2 separate regions of the Zea mays genome follow, and region 2 is linked to region 1. Evidence: chromatin contacts called from public Hi-C data. All regions are on one chromosome and are shown on one strand. The core of a region is the stretch at or near the end of the contact, and the rest is flanking DNA. Distances in the headings are between cores, read along the strand shown. Region 1 holds the start of LOC100194212. Region 2 holds the start of LOC118472218 (putative receptor-like protein kinase At3g47110).

Region 1 (6,434 bases), core at 496-2,995:
CAAACCATGCGCAGATAATAAATAAAGTATTAACACACCCAAATTATGTTCAGTCATTAGCACAATAAAAAACTAACACCCAAAACAACAGAGGAACAACGCAATATTTTTTGCAATGACGGAAGGATGAGTGACAGGTACATAGAAGTGGTAGAAGCATACCGAGTCGACACTGTGGTAAGGGAAAGGCCATATAGACAGGCTATGTAGAGCCATCAGGTTTTCATAGAGCAAGAAAGGAAGGGAAGAGGCGGGCAAACCTGTTCGTTGCCGAAGAAGGACACGGCGAAAACCTGGGCATCTGGAGGCGACATATGTAGTATACCGCTAGATACATATAGGGAGAGAGCACACAAGCGGAGAAAGAACCCCAGCCGGAGCAGCTCAAAAACCTAGAGGCACCCGCATCAGGCATCAGTACGAGAAGGGCGAGAGAATGCGAGTGCCTTCCTAGCCCTAGACCCGCCAAGGCGACACAACAACACCACCAACTCTATAGCATATGCCGACTGCTACCGAGCTACGGACCTTGGTTGTCCAATATCTCATACATGGACTCCCCATCGCCAAGATAACCTACGCGTGGCAGGCGCCACCGTGTCCTCCACAGCGGCACGCATGGAGAAAGGCCAGGAGCAAGACCGACTTGCCACGTACCCACATAGACGAGGGTCGGTCGGCTCGTGGCTGCGACCGCGGGCGTGGGCAGCAGGTTGGGGAGGAAGAATAAGACGAAGGCAGGGAAGACGAACGAGACGTCCGGCAACGACGAAAACGATGGTGCACGCATGCTGTGAAACGTTCTCATGGACGTGCAATAGCCAGTACGCAGGTCGGTGTCGGGACTGGTGTCGGACGAATATGGGGAAGAGACGCTTGCTCCCACGTCCTCTGCCGAGAATGGGGTCGTATGGAGGCGAAGGCATGAGGGAAGAGAGAAAAGAAGTAGGATGACGAACGAGGTGGCGGCAACTGAGGCGAGTACCATCATTATCGTGCGGAGGTATAGACGGCCAATGGACCATGTCTGGCGGGCCGGGCCGGGCCGAGGCATGATCCATTTAATAGTGCTTGGGCCAGCCCGACATGAGCGTCGCCCCGTGCTTGGGGCGTAGCTTCGATCCGTAGTGCTGGCCCGGCCCGACACGCTTAAATTTTTTATAAAAAATCGTATATACATATGTACAATTTATATTCAATATTCAGAATACCTGAGCATGTTGATCTACTAGTTAGATAGCTTCACTCAGTGTCTTCCACCCTTCTTCCATTAGGACGTGACTTCGAACCCCCACCTTCTGCACTGTTTTTTTAATATTTTACGCTGATTCAATCAAATGGATTGACAGCCTAATGGGCAGGTCCGACACGGTCAGCAGGCCGGCGTGCCAAGACTAGACCGGAGCTGTGGGCGTCGGGCCTAGTGGGCTCATGCGGGTTGTTGTTTGACCATCTATATGTGTGGGTGTGGTTTGAGACGTGGAGCGTTGAAACTGATGCTTTAATATAGAAAAAAAAGATAGAGATAGAGATTTATAATTTTCTATAAACATTTCATACTTTTTTTAGAACATACAATTCACATTTTTTCACACGGCGTCCAAAGAAAATGATGGACGCCCAACAAAAGATGCTGCGTCTCCTTCCCGGCCCGGCCCAGACCAGCTCAACGGGCAACCGCCTCGCTGAGGCCGAACCGTCGCTGGGTGCTAGAAGAACGCTACGATTTCTCTTCGCTTCTCCTGCCTGCGGTTGTGCGGCCTGCCTCCGGTAAGGAGTCAGCCAAGAACGCGATGCGACCGGCCTTCTCCGCCTCCAAGCCGTCGCCGTCCGGGAGGGAGAAGGGCAGGAGGAAGGGCGCCTCCGCGGCCGAACAGCTGCTCACCGGCCAGGCCGTCCCCCTCCGCACCCGCCTCCACGACGCTCTCGCCCTCGGCCTCACCAAGTAATTACTGATTCCCACACTCCTAAGACGAATTCATAGCATCTATACTTCTACAAGCGTGCCGAGGAATTAGCTCTTGTCCACTATGCAAACAAGATTGCGTGGTCTAGGTAGCTCGGTTCGCAACTTTGGTGATTTCACCTGGTATAATCTCGCCCCGAGTTGTATAATACATAGTTGCTTTAAAGGTCTGAACCCTGTGTTTGTATAATACATACCATACAGGACATGAGGACATAGTTGCTTTAATATTCAGAGACATGGCATATAATCAAATTAATAGAGAAATAATTGGGTTGTAGGGATGTGTTTTCACCAAGGTGTGTGTTCTCTTTGCTCTGTTTTTTTTAACCTTCTATGTATATGTCAGGTCTGATGGCCACGGTGCTAAAAAATGGCAGTCTACTGATGCTGGAGTACAGTCTCACGTGCTCAAATCGGTGGGTGCATTTGTCGGTTGTCTTTCAAATGAACTGCTCAGACTTCCTCCTATAAAGGTATAATCCCCTGTATTTCGATTTGCATTAAAATGCCTTCTTCAGCTGTTCCAAGTTATTTCTTAATGTCCTTGTGGTATACTCTTCTAGAGTGCTATTTATAAACATGAAAATACTATTGTAACCAGAAGTGTTTGTTTACCAGGAGTCAATTTCAGATATACTTGTAGCACTGGAAGGTATTCTTAAGACAGAGAACGTTTCAGTTCTGATCCAAGCAGCTGACGTGAGCTCGAAGTTTTTCTCTACTTTAGGAAATTCTGTTCGCCAATACTCAGTTTTGGAGATGGTTTCGTGCCTCTCATGCCATTTGTCTGCAAATCAGCTACGTATTGCTTTACCATGTGCAAGTGCATTGACTTGTATATTGAACAACCAAGTTACAGCGAGAGCTTCGACTCAGGCAGAAATTTGGGAGGCTCTGGACAAGACCAATGCAGTTGCGAGTGTTATTTCAACTCTACAGAATTACACCGAAGATGTCCATCCACTGAACTATCTGACAGAGATGATATCTCTGCTAAGAAGTATACTGTGGATTTGGCCTTCCTCGAGATACCATGTATGGAGCAATCACAACTTGATGGCCAAACTAGCACATTACTGTCTTACTGCTGAAACAACAGTTTCAGCTAAAATTCTTAAGCTATATGCTGCTTTAGGTACATCTGTGCCTGTGGTAATTATCCTCTTTGACTTCTGTGTCCAGTTTCCCATAGATATTTTGCATTCTCATTTGGTTTCCTCTTTCACATCTGAAAACTATCTGTAATTCAGCTTTATGTGGCAATGGAGCAATGGTCCTTCTTAAGAATGAAGAGCTGATCATTAAGACTGGTAACCTTATGGGAAAATCTCATCCTACTGTTACTAGGATTGAAGCATTGAGGCTCTGCCAGGTTTTTCTGGTAAGAATCGTCTCAACAGAATTTGATGGTTGAATAATATTACCCAACTATTATACATGTTTTCCCTCCAGAAAGAGAAACTTAAAATGGCTTTGTTGCCTACAGAGATCTTCAAGGGGCTGCAATTGGTTGATGACTGCACATGGTCAGCCTATTGTTCAAGGCATAACCAATGCCATGTCTGAAATAAATGAGAAGACATTAGTAAGAGAGGGATGTCGGACTGCATTACTGGCGCTTCGTTATTCTGGGAATCATCATAGATGCTTCTGGTTTAATGCTATTGATAAAATACTTTATAAGATTCTTTGTGGGAGCTGCAACTCTTCATCTCATGCACATCAGACTTTGTGCCATGGGGAGCTGTTCAATATAGATTCCAAAGATATTATGGATATACATCCCTATGTATGGGATATACTCGGATATCTAGCAGTACATTGCGACAATGAGCATTTTTCGGTAGGGACATGTCAGAATAATTTCTTGCAGGGACTGATATCATGTGCTTGGTAGGTAGTAGGTTCTATCCCGTTGGAGTGCAATTTTTCTGGAATATTTGTTCAGTGCCACAAGGAACTTTATATTCATGTTAAGATCTAAATTTGTCTACCTCATGCTTCTTTGTGCAGCTCGCTAGCAACAGATTTAACTCTGAAAAAAAGTCCCCTCAAATTGTCTAAGGAGGAGCAGGAACCGGCTTTGAGGGCAGTTCTTATGATGCTTCTCTCTCCTAGCCAATTCATTTTCTCTGAGGCAAGTTCTAAATTTCTGGAAGCTGTTCTACCATTAGACAATGAATATATGAACATGTTCATGTCATCACTAGAATCGAATGTTACCAGAAATCTTACGGCATCTTTTGACTGTGTCAAGATCATGACCAACCTCATGAACATAGCATGCTTGTTGGTAGTACAATCTAACTATAGTCTCAACAAAAGGAGTGCTGTAGATGTATTATCCAACATTATCAAGGAATGTCTGCACGATCATTTGTACATTACGAGATCAAACTTTGCTTCTCATCTGCAATTTTGTTTTGATGGAAGTTCATGCTGCTATCTCTCTGAAGAGTGGGAGGGTGAAAATATTGTTTTATTTTATGGTCTCGTAGTATTGTTTAATCTGCTGAAGAGTGACAACTTTATTTGTTTCCACTGTAAAAGAAAGTTAGATGCGGGGATTGTGTGCCATGAATGCAGAGATCATTACAACGAAGGTTTGGTTGGAGTCCTTAAACAAGCCTTGTGTCAGAACATGAGCCCAGGGCCCAAGTCTTATATTGCACATATACTGAGTATGTTTGGCCTCTGTGGTTTTCCAAGCAAGCTAGGAGGAAATATGAGAAATGTTTTGTGTGACAGTGAGTTAGTTGATCTGGAACTGTTGCTTGCAGATGGCGAATCTCTAAGTGCTCATGCGGCTATCCTATCAGCAAGATGTCCTAAATTATTACCATCTGAAAAAACTTTTGTCCGTGATGGGTCAGTAACTTATGAATGGGGCAGAAGGTCATGCTATCATGTTCGAATGTCTGATCGTGTAGATAGTCACGCTCTGAAGAAAATTTTGGAGTATGCATACACTGGGTTGGTCACTGTAGATGATGCCACTGTTAAGCCTGTAAAAACACTTGCAAAGTATTGCCATTTGAGATCGCTGCACTTGATGCTTCAGAAAGAGCAACCTAGATGGCACTCATGTCCCATATATGATCTTACTACAGCACTCGAACCAGCTAAACATTCGTTCTCGTGAGTACACTTCCATTTGTTCTCACTTGTGAGCCAAAAGTTATGGCGTGCTGACTAGTATTTATTTTGGGTCTGAACATATGATACCAGGCATCTGTTGCTAAAACCTCTAGTTATTCACATCACAAGTATAATATTAGTTATTTGCATTCTAAATTTCTGATGCTGCTCTGAAGGGTTCTTGAAGAACTATTAGATAGAGCCCAAGAAGAGATCACACCTGGCCCTTCTATACTCATGTGTTATAATTATAATCCGTATGCTCAGTATTATCTTTGCTTTTTAACAAGTTTTGCTGACTCTCGTTGTACGTCGTTGCATTTAATTTCCAGGGACATCATTTTGGAGGCCCAATCAAATGACAAAATGGAGTGTCACCATGGTTCGTGCCAGTTATCGACTCCTCATATTCATAGCCATAAGGTCATTCTGAGCGTGAGCTGCGAATACCTCCGTGCTTTGTTCCAGTCTGGGATGCATGAGAGGTACGCCTTCTGTTTCCTGGCATCTGAAGCAGGGTGTCGCACGCATTATCTTTGTTGCTTATCTATAAGGACACGTCGTGAATGTTTAAAACAACCGATAAGAGCCATGTGTGCAGCTTTGCGGAGACTATCAGAGTTCCGGTCGGATGGGAAGCACTGAGAAAACTAGTTCAGTGGTTCTACTCAGGCGAGCTGCCTAGAGTTCCACCTGACTGCCGATGGAAGGCTACGAGTACAGAAGAGAAGCTATCTATCCTGAAATCGTACGCGGAGCTGTCGTCCCTGGCGGACTTCTGGTTCGTGGACGGGATGAAGGAAGAGAGCCTTCAAGTGTTGACCTCGTGCCTGAATTCCTCCAGCACGGACGCCTCCCTCGCCTTCATCGGCTTCGCGGCGAACTTGGGCCAGTGGGAGCTGGTGGAGGCCGCCATCAGCAGCGTGGCGCATCTGTACCCCAGGCTGCGAGACTCCGGTCGGTTGGAGCAGCTCGATGAGGACGTGCTCAACATGCTGCGGACAGAGCATGTCAGGTATTTGCAGCACCGCAGTGCAAGTAAATGAATCCTTAATGTCATGGAGGGTTTTTTTTCCCCGTCCACTGGTGGTCGCATAGCGGTCCTGTTGTCATGTTGTGGTGGTGTATGCACAGCTGTTGCGTTAAAAAAAAACTGTACAGCCACTTCCGTTGAAGCTTATGGCGTCATGAACGGGGCTCATCTCCGTTGAAACAGGTACTCTCTCCGTTCTTTTTTATTTGTCGCGTTTTAGTAAAAAAAATGAATTAGCGGACGATAAATATTAGAGAACGGATGTAGTATATTAGTATTGGTTGATATCTCTAA
Region 2 (6,765 bases), core at 2,251-4,750, 230 kb before region 1:
CAAAACTTCCCCGCAAGGGCCACCACACAATTGGTGCCTCTTGCCTTGATTACAATGGAGTTGTGATCTCAAGAACAAGTGAGAAAGAAAAGAAGCAATCCAAGCGCAAGAGCTCAAAAGAACACGGCAAATCTCTCTCGCTAATCACTAAAGCCTTGTGTGGAATTGGAGAGGATTTGATCTCTTTGTATGTGTCTAGAATTGAATGCCTAGCTCTTGTAAGTGGTTGAGAAGTGGGAAAACTTGGATGCAATGAATGGTGGGGTGGTTGGGGTATTTATAGCCCCAACCACCAAATGTGGCCGTTGGGAACCTGTCTGTTCGATGGCGCACCGGACAGTCCGGTGCACACCGGACAGTCCGGTGCCCCCTGCCACGTCATCACTGCCGTTGGATTCTAGCCGTTGGAGCTTCTGACTTGTGGGCCCGCCTGGGTGTCCGGTGCACACCGGACATGTACTGTTTGATGTCCGGTGCACCGGTATGGGCGTGCCGACGTCTGCGCGCGCTGCGCGCGCAATAAATGCACCGCAGGGAGCCGTTGGCGCTGCAGGGAGCCGTTGCTTCGCTGGCACACCAGACAGTCCGGTGCACACCGGACAGTCCGGTGAATTTTAGCGGAGCGGCTGCCGCGCGAACCCGAGGCTGACGAGTTCCTGAGACCGACCTTCCTTGGCGCACCGGACACTGTCCGGTGTACACCGGACAGTCCGGTGAATTATAGCCGAGTCGCCTTGGAAATTCCCGAAGGTGGCGAGTTTGAGTCTGAGTCCCCTGGTGCACCGGACAGGTACTGTTCACTGTCCGGTGGCACACCGGACAGTCCGGTGTGCCAGACCAGGGGTGCCTTCGGTTGCCCCCTTTGCTCCTTTGTTGAATCCAAAACTTGGTCTTTTTATTGGCTGAGTGTGAACCTTTTACACCTGTATACACTATAAACTTGGGCAAACAAGTTAGTCCAAAGATTTGTGTTGGGCAATTCGACCACCAAAATCATATAGGAACTAGGTGTAAGCCTAATTCCCTTTCAGCGTGGCGTGGCGTGGCGTGGCGAGGCGAGGCGAGGCAGGCGAGCGGGCGTGGTGTGGTTGTGTTAATTTTTAGCACTCACTAACCGCGTACGTTAGCCGAGTGACTCTGTCTCTTCGTCTGCCGAGTGACCCTGTCTCTTCGTCAGTCAGCCGAGTGACCCTTCTCCTTCAGCTGCCGACTTATGGCGTGACTCGGCAAGAGCTGGCCGACTCATGGCATAACTCGGCTAGAGCTGGCCGACTCTTGGCGTGACTCGGCGACCTTTCTCCTTCAGCTTCCCTCTGCGAGAGGTTAAATAGAGGAGCACCCCTGTCACTCGGTACACGCGAAAAAAACACTTTCAGAACACAGTCCAGCAGCCGAGTGAGGGTATTTCCATCTCGTGACTCTGCGCGCACAGAGAAGCGAGAGGGCAGGTGCCTCCGGAGCCCTTGCCGTTCGAGACCTTGCACGAGGGATCGGCAATTAGGTTTTTGGGGAGCGTCTACGCGACTGCCCAAAGTCTTCTTCCTGCTGACATGACAAGTGAAGTTGGACAAGGATCTAGATCCTCGGAGCGCATGACAGGGTATGATCAATTCATCTCCTTACTGTTTTTCATTCTGCAAATTATATATGTTCATATCTGTTGTTTTATTTATAGCCATAAATTTATCCAATCTGTTTTGTCGTATTATATCATGACGTGTCTGATGCCTGATCATACTAGTAATATGATAAATCTGTTTGTCTTAATTTTACAGTCATGCTGTTTATGTTGCTATCTGTTTATTTTCAGTTGTTCCATAATAATACATGTTCTATGTTTATTTGCTTATTATATTTATATGATTCATATGTTTCGTGTTCTCTTGATCCATATTGTTATGGATATATTTGAGATAATGATTTTTATGATTAAACATATTTTATATGTCATCATCATAATATTAATTTATGGAATTAAAATAATACGGAAAATGCCTATAATTCTAACACCTGGACCGTCTAAGCAGCTGCAGCAACTTGGTGGCTCTCTCCATCGACGACAACAAGTTCAGTGGCACGATGCCAGCATCCGTCGGCAACCTCTCCAAGCATCTAAAGACCCTCGGCCTCGCGAACAACCGCGTGTCCGGGCCTATTCCTCCCGGCATCGGCAACCTCGTCGCGCTCCAGCGGTTGCGGCTTCAGTCCAATCGCCTCTCCGGTGCCATCCCGGAGGCGATTGGGAACCTCAGAAACCTGTCGGGGCTGTGGCTGCAGGACAACAAGTTAGCCGGGCCACTCCCGTCCTCCATCGGCAACCTGACCCAGCTGCTCGTCGTTGACCTGAGCAGCAACAGGCTGAACGGATCGATCCCACGCACTCTAGCCAACCTGCAGCTCCTCACCTCCCTCAACCTCTCGGGCAACGCGCTCGCCGGCCCCGTCCCTAGCGAGATCTTCAGCCTGCCGTCCTTGTCGTTGGCGTTGGACTTGTCTGGCAACCAGCTCGACGGTCCGCTCCCGTCCGATGTCTCCAGCCTCGTGAACCTAGCGCAGCTAGTGCTGTCGGGGAACCAGTTCTCCGGCGAGTTACCAGACGACCTGGGCAGCTGCCAGAGCCTAGAGCTCCTTGCTCTGGACCGCAATCTCCTCGACGGAAGCATCCCGCCGTCGCTGAGTGGCCTCAAGGGTCTCAGGACGCTGAACCTGACGGGCAACATGCTGTCCGGGAGCATCCCGCCGAAGCTGGGCGACATGTCCGGCCTGCAGGAGCTGTGCCTGTCGAGAAACAGACTGACAGGGACGATCCCGGAGGAACTGGAGAACGCCAGCTCTCTGGTCGAGCTCGACCTGTCCTACAACGACCTCGACGGCCGCGTGCCGGCGCGCGGCGTGTTCGCGAACGTGTTCGGGCTTAAGATCGCCGGGAACGGGGCGCTCTGCGGCGGCGTCCCGCAGCTGGGCCTGCCACGGTGCCCGGCTGCTGCTGCTAGCGCTAGGGACACGCACCGTTTCCGTCTGCTTCTTCGGGTGGTGGCGCCTGTGCTGAGCGTCGCACTCTTGTCGGCGGCAATACTGCTGCTCGCCATTTTGCAGTGTTGGTGGAAGACGACGAGACGGGCGAAGACCGCAGCGCCGGATGTTCTCGAGGGCAAGAACTACCAGAGAGTGTCGTACGCCGAACTGGCCAAAGCCACGAACGGCTTCGCGTACACGAACCTGATCGGCGCAGGGAAGTTCGGGTCCGTGTATCTGGGCGCCCTGCCCCTGACGACAACGAAGACGAAGAGCAGGGATTCAGATTCAGAGCCCGAGAGCGTCGCCGTGGCGGTGAAGGTGTTCGACCTCAGCCAGGTCGGCGCGTCCAAGACGTTCGTGACAGAGTGCGAGGCGCTGCGGAACGTCCGTGTTAGGGAATGTGAGCACAAAGCCCATGCCGGCCCATGTTGCTAAGGAAAAGACTATAAAGGAGTAACACGGTCTCAGGAATGGACATCGAAGAATTATTCAGAGAACACATCTCCTTCTCCATTTTGACTGTACATCTTCCTTCCCACGCATCCAGTTGCAGGGCTCTAGCTCGTCTCCCTCTGTGTTCTAGTGCTCCTCTCCTCTATCCAGAATTCCAGATTGTCTTGCTTGCTGCAAACCTTCATTCTCTTGAGGTTACCAGTGAATCGAGTAGTTCCGTGTACGAGAGAGAGGTGTGTGCTAACAAGTGGTATCAATGTTAGGGAATGTGAGCTCAAACGGTCCGTGCCAGCCCAGGTTCAAAAGAGCAGGACGGTCAGGAGAATAGACATGAAATATTCAGAGTGTTACTGTTATCTTTCTTCTCCAGTTTTCTCTCTTCTATGTTTCCTCTACCTTCCCTCTAGATTCTTCTAGACCCTTCTAGAGTGGCTTCAACATTGTTCTTCTATCCTTAATCCTCATGCTGTTCTTCCTTCCCAGACTATAATCCTCTGTAATCGCTATTGTGAGTTGAATTAATACACACTGGTAGTGTGAGTTGTTAACAATTGGTATCAGAGGAGCGATTCTCCGAACCCTAGCACCATGGATTTCTCTACCGAGATCTCTCAGTCCACTCAGTTTCTCATCCAAGAGATCCGTAAGATGTTCGACGCGGCCGAGGCTCGGCTTGACTGGCGCTTCGCCAGACTGCTGCAGTCGAACCGTGACGCGGTGAGTCCACTACCTCCTCTTCTCGTCGTCGACGAGCCGAACCGCGTCGTGGCGAGCCCATCGCCGCTTCCTCCCGTCGTCTACGAGCCGTACCGCGACGAGGCCATGGCAGGAGCCGACGCCAGGGCGCACTACGGCGGGTACCTGCCCTGTGAGAGAGGAGGCCTCGCCACGGCGTGGCAACCGGGCGACCTCTTCGGTAGAGGCGTCTACTCCGACGAGCAGCGCTTCGAGGAGCCCATCAGCGCCGACAACTGTGGGGCCGATGCAAGGCGAGAAGTCGCGCTCGCGGCGCGTGTGCTTGCCGCCGACACGTGCGCAGCCGGGATCCTCGACGGCGCTGCGCCCTTTGCCGCCACCAGCGAGAAGCAGATGGCACCTGTGGCATCACCTTCGCCGTTCTCATTTCTGACCACAACATCAGCGGCTCGAGTTGCAGTCATGGAGACCACCACCAGCAACTCGCCACCCAAGTGTTCGGCAAAATGCTTGAACGTCTCATCGACGCCCAATCTGGCGTTGGGCGACCCAGAGGAGCCGGAGAATATCGTCGCGTCGAAGCCCGTCGTGGACAAACCGGTGACTAGCGCCAACACCAAGACGTTCCAGCACGAGATCAAGGACCTGGCAGTCAACGTCTATGGCAAGTGGCTGAGGCTCGGGATCTACTCTGAGGTCAGGTTCCAGACCTGCACCAAGGCCCATTCCGGGTCCCTTAGTCACGAGGAGCAGGACGCCAAGACCTTCGCGGCATGGGGAGTGGATTATCTAGCAGACCCGGTGTCCTACTCCGAGGAGTACGAGCTCTTGTTCGGCATCTACCACTCGACCAACACCGAGGACAGAATTCTTACCACCATGCCAACCTCGACATCCACGCTGCTCCACTCGTCATTGACATATGCACTTCCAGGTGCTTCCCTTCCAAACCTTGCCTTGCTGAGCTCGATGTCTCTGGAGCATGCCAGCTTGGGTGCACATCACGTGTTGGAGGAATTGTCAACACGCACCGATGACCTCTTCAGCAATAGAATCGGCTCCAAGCCCACACTCATGGCCTACGGTAGTGAGCTTCGTGTAGTCCGAGCTGACAAGTCAAGACGAAGCCCTGTTGGTAAGATAAGAGAGCTCAATGAAGACATAATTGTTCCCGAATATTATTACGCTGGTGGAGATGAACTCCAATCACTTAATGCTTGGTTTGGTCCAGAGGGGAATATTCAGATAATAGTTGAACTCCAATCACTTAATCTAAACAGTAGACCATCCTTGTCATTGGTGGTTTCGCTGGAGACTAGTACGAGTCCTCCAATTCTATGGCCAAGCCGTGGACCGCTCAACATGTTTGCTATGGTTCTATGCACACTTGAGGAAGCTGATCAATCATTCATATTCTACAGTATCGGCAGCTTGGGAGCAAGTGTATGTGCAGCAATAGAGATGACCATGGGCAGTCGATCAAAGGATAGCACCAAAGAAATACAGATGCCATGGGATCCTGGGTTGCAGAAGACCAATGAGTTCGGTGACCAAGGCAATTTCTCCATCTTTGTTTGGGATCCTGGTGATCACAATGTTCAGCCGATCAAAGGATAGCACACTGGTATTATTTGGATAAATTGCTTGCACTGGCAATGAGATCTCGATGGAATTGATGCCATGTATCGGCTTGGGGGCAAGCCGATTTTTAAGAAGGGGAGAATGTTAGGGAATGTGAGCTCAAACGGTCCGTGCCAGCCCAGGTTCAAAAGAGCAGGACGGTCAGGAGAATAGACATGAAATATTCAGAGTGTTACTGTTATCTTTCTTCTCCAGTTTTCTCTCTTCTATGTTTCCTCTACCTTCCCTCTAGATTCTTCTAGACCCTTCTAGAGTGGCTTCAACATTGTTCTTCTATCCTTAATCCTCATGCTGTTCTTCCTTCCCAGACTATAATCCTCTGTAATCGCTATTGTGAGTTGAATTAATACACACTGGTAGTGTGAGTTGTTAACAGTCCGGCACCGGAACCTGATCAGGGTGGTGACCTGCTGCGCCAGCGTGGACGCGAGGGGGGACGACTTCAGGGCGCTGGTGTTCGAGTTCATGCCGAACTACAGCCTCGACAGGTGGCTGCACCCGGGGTCCCGCGAGCTCGACAAGGACGTGAAGAGCCTGAGCGTGGCCCAGAGGCTCAGCGTCGCCCTGGACATCGCCGACGCGCTGAGCTACCTGCACACGAGCTCCGTGCCGCCCATCATCCACTGCGACCTCAAGCCGAGCAATGTCCTCCTCGGGGAGGACATGACCGCGCTCATCGGCGACTTCGGCCTCGCCAAGCTGCTCCTTGACCCGGGGAGCGACGACCCCGACCCTCGCGGCTGCGCCCAGGAAAGCACCATCGGCATAAGAGGGACGATTGGATACGTCGCACCAGGTAACCAACTCCAGCTTCCAATCCGGCGTGTCATCTGCCATGGATGATATGCGGCTTGTTGTCTGTTGTGCATGAGTGACAGCGACGTGTTGTGCAGAGTACGGCACGACGGGGAAAGTGACGACGCATGGCGACGTGTACAGCTTCGGGGTCACGCTCCT

What was found. A called contact is a pair of places that touch in the nucleus more often than the background predicts.
Region 2: a Hi-C map of tassel shows a contact between it and region 1, with 9 times the contacts expected there. The contact joins the promoter of LOC118472218 here to the promoter of LOC100194212 in region 1. A contact is called at or near these places in 8 of 25 Hi-C or Micro-C datasets (bundle sheath, ear, endosperm and 4 more).

Annotation. Positions count from the first base shown.
Region 1 is chr6:101,330,879-101,337,312 of Zm-B73-REFERENCE-NAM-5.0, reverse strand. It overlaps LOC100194212, which reads left to right and starts at 1,745. Exons shown (of 8, transcript NM_001351043.1): 1 at 1,745-1,945; 2 at 2,316-2,442; 3 at 2,588-3,104; 4 at 3,220-3,350; 5 at 3,456-3,862; 6 at 3,983-5,107; 7 at 5,440-5,592; 8 at 5,709-6,279. The coding sequence starts at 1,794. The coding sequence ends at 6,153.
Region 2 is chr6:101,558,208-101,564,972 of Zm-B73-REFERENCE-NAM-5.0, reverse strand. It overlaps LOC118472218 (putative receptor-like protein kinase At3g47110), which reads left to right and starts at 3,500. Exons shown (of 2, transcript XM_035960025.1): 1 at 3,500-6,604; 2 at 6,702-6,765. The coding sequence starts at 6,274.